2 separate regions of the Callithrix jacchus genome follow, and region 2 is linked to region 1. A link is a contact called in public Hi-C data. All regions are on one chromosome and are shown on one strand. The core of a region is the stretch at or near the end of the contact, and the rest is flanking DNA. Distances in the headings are between cores, read along the strand shown. Region 1 holds the start of HACD1 (3-hydroxyacyl-CoA dehydratase 1). Region 2 has its middle 5.8 kb from the start of TMEM236.

Region 1 (2,889 bases), core at 58-2,557:
AAGGGGGGTGGTTATTTCAAAATCGTCCCAAGTGACAAGCTCTAGGACGTGCTATGCTTTAAAAAAAATAGTAATAAGTCGCCGTGAAATTAGCAAGAGAGAAAACTCTGCCCAGCGATCGCAGCAGGAGGCTCCGCGCTCTCCAGACCACGGCGTGGCCAGGCCCGGCGTTCCTTCAACGGCAGCAGATGCAGCGGCGCCCCGGCCGCAGGCGCCTCCCTCGCGGTCCGGCCCCGCATTCCTGCCAGGGTCTATACTTAACCTCCGGCCCGCGCCCCGCAGTGCACCGTATTAGGCAATGCCCGGCGCGCAGGGCCCGGCCCCCCCCCCGCCCGCTCCATTCAACCCCGGCGGTGGCCGTGGCGACAACTCCCCTCCCCCACGGCCGCCGCCCGCGCCCCCGCCACCCCGGCCAGCTCCCCCCGAGCCTGGAACCTCCGCGGACCGCGGCGCGGGGAGGGCCCGAGGGCGCCCCGCGGCGCGCGTACCCCGCAGTCATGGCGATGTTGTAGAAGGTGAGCCAGGTGGTGGCCAACCAGCCCAGGCGCCTCCGCTTTCCGGGGGCCTCCCGGTCCTCGCCGGCCTCCGAGGTGCCGCCGTTGGTGCCGTCCTCGTCGCTGGACGCCATGGTGGCCGCGCACCCGGGGGACGTGGGAGAGAGCGGCAGGAGCGTGGGAGGGGGCCCTGCCCAGCGCGCAGCCTGAGCGCCGCTGCCCGCTTCCGCCGCCTCAGTCAGGCGCCCCATGTGCCGCGCGCTGGGGGCTCGGCACCGACAGCCCGGCCGACCGCGAGGGGGAGGAGTGGACGCCCCCGGCCACTGCCTGCCTGCCCCGCCCCTGCCCTTGACCCCGCCCAGGCCGCCGTCAGCCCCGCCCCTTGAGAACGCGCCACTCGGGGGCTAGAACCCACGGCCCCGGCACTGGGGATCCGGGACCCGCGAGCCCAGCTTTCCAGGCGGCGCTATCGTTCCGGCTCCCGTGAAAAGTGAACCCTCCTTCCTCGCTAGCTGAGTGGGAGGGCCTCTGCCTAGAGAGGCGCCCAGACGCCTTGCGCCCTGGCGATGTGTTCCCTTCGAGTGCATCTAGTGGGGACGCAGGGAACGCACCTGAACTTGGCGTGGCTCTGCCTCGCTTGGCCTTTTGTAAGGCGGTTTGTCGATGTGTAGGCAGGGAGCGGGATCTTCTCGCCAAACATTCATTCTTTTCTTGTCTCTTTTCTTTCTTTTTTATTTTTCCTTCCTTTTTTTTTCCTTTCCTTTTTAGAGACAGGGTCTCTGTCTCCTAGGCTGGAGGGCAGTGAAGCGATCACAACTCACTGCAATTTCCTGTGCTAAAGCGATCCTCCCACCTCCGCCTCCCAAAGTGCGGGGAATACAAGCGAGAGCCACAGCGCTGGGCCAAACATTCATTCTTAAGAGCTTCTGGGAAGAAACGCCCATTTCGCCCTGTTTCCCTTTTACCAGCCAGTCCAACAGGTAGAAGGGGATTACAGTGAGAAGACCATCGCACTTGTGTGATTTCTTTCTCTTTTTAAGTTAAGACAGAGTTTGGAGTGCAGTGGCGCGATCTCGGTTCACTGCAACCTCTGCCTTTCGAGTTCAAGAGATTCTCCTGCCTCAGCCTCCCAAGTAGTTGGAACTACAGTCATGCACAACCACGCCCGGCTAATTTTTGTATTTTTAGTGGAGACAGTTTCACCATGTTTGCCAGGCTGGTCTCGAACTTCTGGCCTTAAGTAGTGACCACCTGCCTTGGCTGCCTAAAGTACTGGGATTACAGGCGTGAGCCACCACACCTGGCCCTACTTGTGTGTGTGTGTGTGTGTGTGTGTGTGTGTGTGTGTGTGTGTATCTACCAAGTCCACCGATTGAAAGGGTAATGTTGTCAATTCAGCGCAGAAGGTTGGTTGTCTTAGGGGAGCTGGAGAAAAAAAGGACATGACAAGCAAAGGGTAGCAAACAAGAAACGTTTGTACAGATACAGGCAACCTAGCCACTGGGCCAACAGAACTCTTTCCAGGCAAAGAAGATAGAATTCCACTGTTTTCTACTTTCTCTCCTGTCAATGCTCATGCTTTCCCCTCTTAACACTTTACTCTGTCCCCTTAAAGCATGCAGTTAAGAAGACAGGCACTGGAGTCAATTACTGAAATCCAAACCCCAAATTCCTGACTCCTCCCGTCTTATTAGCTGTATGGACTTGGGCAACTAACCTCTCCATGCCTCAGTTTTCTTAGTGGAAATGATTTTTTTTTTAAGTGAGCCAAAATTCCACTATAGCCTGGGGACAGAGCAGTAAATACTGAAATGCAGAATGACTTAGTAACATCGTAAGTGTATGTCTAACTTTTTAAGAAACCACACTGTTTTCTAATTTTTTAAAGAGATTTAAAATTTTTTCATGATTTCTTTCATGGGGTAGATGACCTGGATAATCCATTCAAAACCTAGTAATTAAAGAAAGCAATTAATTCACCACAAAATTCAGCAACAGGCTGGGTGTGGTGCCTCATGCCTATAATCCCAGCACTTTGGGAGGCTAAGGAGGCCTTGAGGTCAGGAGTTCAAGGCCTGGATAATCCATTCAAGGAAGTTCACTTAGTCCAACTTAATGAAACCTATATCCTTTGTGTACTGATGGAAACACTGGGGCACATATTGAGGTTGTACTTCCGGGTAACACCATGCTGTTTTGAGCAAGAACCCTGGCCAATTTCACAGGTGGCTCTAGTATAGCTGCTGGGGACCCATCTTGCCCTTAGGAGTAAGAAGTGAAAGGAAGGAGCTAGCGCACACATGCACTTTTCAAAATTTTCCAGTTTTTCTAAGTGGTTGCACCATTTTACATTTCCATCATCCATGCAGGAGAGTGTCAGATGCTCCACATCCTA
Region 2 (2,700 bases), core at 110-2,609, 110 kb after region 1:
ATGTGGGAAATTTAGGTTAAAGCATCCTTGTGAACTTTGGGGTGAATTTATGCTAATTGGTTAGGGCTATACCTACATTTTTGTCTGCTTAAATTTGTTACTCTGGGATACCAAAAGGCTAACTTGTTTTAGTCCCTTGAGAAATAAAATTTGAGAATTGTTGCAAACAATGAAGTGACTTACTTTTTTCCGTTAATATTGTTTTAAAAAAATTTTTTAGTTCATTTATACATTACTATACACACAATTTGTATGAAGACTACACAGTGGAGTGAGAAATCTTAATTCACTTTCTCTTTTAAGATCTGGGAAATTTTAATGGAATGACATTTTGAGGGAGTGTAATTATTTTTCTAAGTGAGGATTTCCTAAACATTTTAATTTCAAGAACAGCGTCACCAGTTATAAAAAGAGCTACAAAAATGAATACGCTGTCGTCTTTGCTCTTCCAAAGCGGCTGATCTGACAGCCAGACAGATGAAATGACAGTTTTTCCTATTGTATGTATTTAGCATAATCTGGACTGTGATAAAAATTGGTCAAGGGGGCTTATGTCAAATAGTAACATCATCTCACTAAATTCACTCCAAGTGATTTATTTGCTCACGCCTGCGTACGATGATCAGCAACTCTGCAGAAATTTTAAATAAACAGTAAATCAGGCCCAGGAACATACTTTCACTTCTTCCCTAGGCTAATGCACATTCAGCTCGATCCCAAGAGCAGTTTCACTGCCACTAGCTCCTGTGTTTTTGCACATCATAAAATCATAGGAAACAAACCACGGATATGCTAGAACATTCCTGGCAGTTTGTACATTGTGTTTCACAGACCCTATGCTGAAAACAATGTAACAAACCTTGAGATTACAAATGATCTTACTAACAATTTTAGAGACTCGATTTTTGACTTCCTGCCTGCAGGAAGGAAATGACAGTTGGAAGTGTGGAGAACAGGTGTTCCCCTGAACAGAATGATATCTTCTGCTTACTAAAATAAAAAACACTGCATCAACACTCCTACACGGAAGTGAACTCTAACCACAGGACTCAGTCTTTTCACCACGGATCCAGCTTCAGAAACCCAAATCTGTTTCCTAGCAGGAAGTTGTTAAACCCAGCATTAAAGAGCAGCAAACTAAGGCGCAGAGTTCCTCGAATCAGTACTGGGTTAATCCAAGTAAAGAATTTGGGTGGATTGAAAATGTCCCCTTCCATGTCTTTCCAGTTACCGCAGTGCAATTGCATGGCAGATTCAACAGAGGACTTAGAAGGGCAGGAATCAGGATTGGAGGATTGGAGTAAACGGGCCCCAGCTGGTAGGTGATCTTAAACCTTCTTTCATCTCCCGTTGTCTTTGTCTCCAAGTCAGAGGCCTGGGATTATTTCCTCCCGGTAGCTTGGTGTTGGCATAATAACGTTCTTATTCTTTGCCAAGCTGCTAGTTGCTCTGTCCCTCATGAAGGAACCTTCACTGCCTCCTAAACCTTTCTGTAACATTCAGTCAAATGACACCTTAAAAGGGCTGAAGACAGTCAGGTGCGGTGGCTCACGCCTGTAATCCAGCCCTTTGGAAGGCTGAGGTGGGTGGATCATGAGGTCAGGAGTTCAAGACCAGGCTGGCCAAGATGGTGAAACCCTGTCTCCACTGAAAACTACGAAAATTAGCCAGGTGCGGTGGCAGGTGCCTGTAAGCCCAGCTACTCGGGAGGCTGAGGTAGGAGAATTGCTGGAAGCCAGGTGGCAGAGATTGGAGTGAGCCCAGATTACAGCACTGCACTCTAGCTTGGGGAACAGAGTGAGACTCTGTCTCAGAAACAAGGGCTGAAGACTCTGACATGATTGAAGGCTATGCCTTGGACCAGGCAAACACCAGACGGTCCTCGCCAGTCTCCTTCATTCATGCTGCAAACCCGTTAGGACATGTGTACTTTTTGTGGACCCACAGATTGGAGGAGGCTGGGGAAATGTTGCAGCCTTCACATCTACGAAGCCTTGGTGAATGCTTGGAAAGGGTCCTAGTCTTTTTCAACAGGCATACTGAGATGAGTCAGTTCTGCAGTCCACAGGGACTTTGTCTTTTTTACCTTGAGAACCCAAGGAGCCATTCTATGAAGAAAAGAGATCTGGTAGCTTTATTTGGAGCCCATGCCTTGCGAGGGTAAGGAGGACCGAGCGAGGCAACGGAAGCCTGTAGACTGAGGGAACAGATTGAACTGAGAGTGATAGAACGTGATTCCTCCTTTGGAAATGTCAGCATGGGAGGCAGCATTCCCTTGGAATAAAAAGAGTTAACCATGATCAAATCCCTGCACATTCTCTTTTCTGCATACTTCTCTCTTTTTTTCTTCTCTGCCTAATTCTTGTTTCTTAAAAAAATGTTTTTCTTATTTTTATTCCTAACTCACCGCTTCGCTCCCTTTTTGAGTGGGGAAAAGGACAGGGTCTTACCCTGTTGCCCAGGTTTGGAGTGCAGTGGCGCAATCATGTCTCAACCCCCTGGGCTCAAGCGAGCCTCCCTTTTCAGCCTCCCAAGCAGCTGGGACTACAGGTGTGCACCACCATGCTCAGATAATTTTTGTATTTTTCACAGAGACGGGGTTTCGCCATGTTGCCCAGGTTGGTCTTGAATTCCTGGGCTCAAGCGATCCACCCACCTCAACCTCGCAAAATTGTGGGATTACAGGCATGAGCCACTGTG

The links. A called contact is a pair of places that touch in the nucleus more often than the background predicts.
Region 2: a contact with region 1 is called in a Hi-C map of skeletal muscle, with 5 times the contacts expected there. The contact joins the enhancer-like site here to the promoter of HACD1 in region 1. A contact is called at or near these places in 2 of 3 Hi-C or Micro-C datasets (both in skeletal muscle).

The regions. Positions count from the first base shown.
Region 1 is chr7:18,448,119-18,451,007 of calJac240_pri, forward strand. HACD1 (3-hydroxyacyl-CoA dehydratase 1) reads right to left here and starts at 1,308. Exons shown (of 7, transcript XM_008999996.5): 1 at 1,106-1,308. The coding sequence starts at 1,194.
Region 2 is chr7:18,555,447-18,558,146 of calJac240_pri, forward strand. No RefSeq gene overlaps it. Among named protein-coding and RNA genes, the nearest start is that of TMEM236, 5.8 kb to the right of the region's middle. Within about 2 kb of position 1,360, at least 5 of the 16 cell types and tissues checked have an H3K27ac peak or open chromatin away from gene starts, as enhancers often do. A contact at or near this core is called in skeletal muscle, where this site is marked.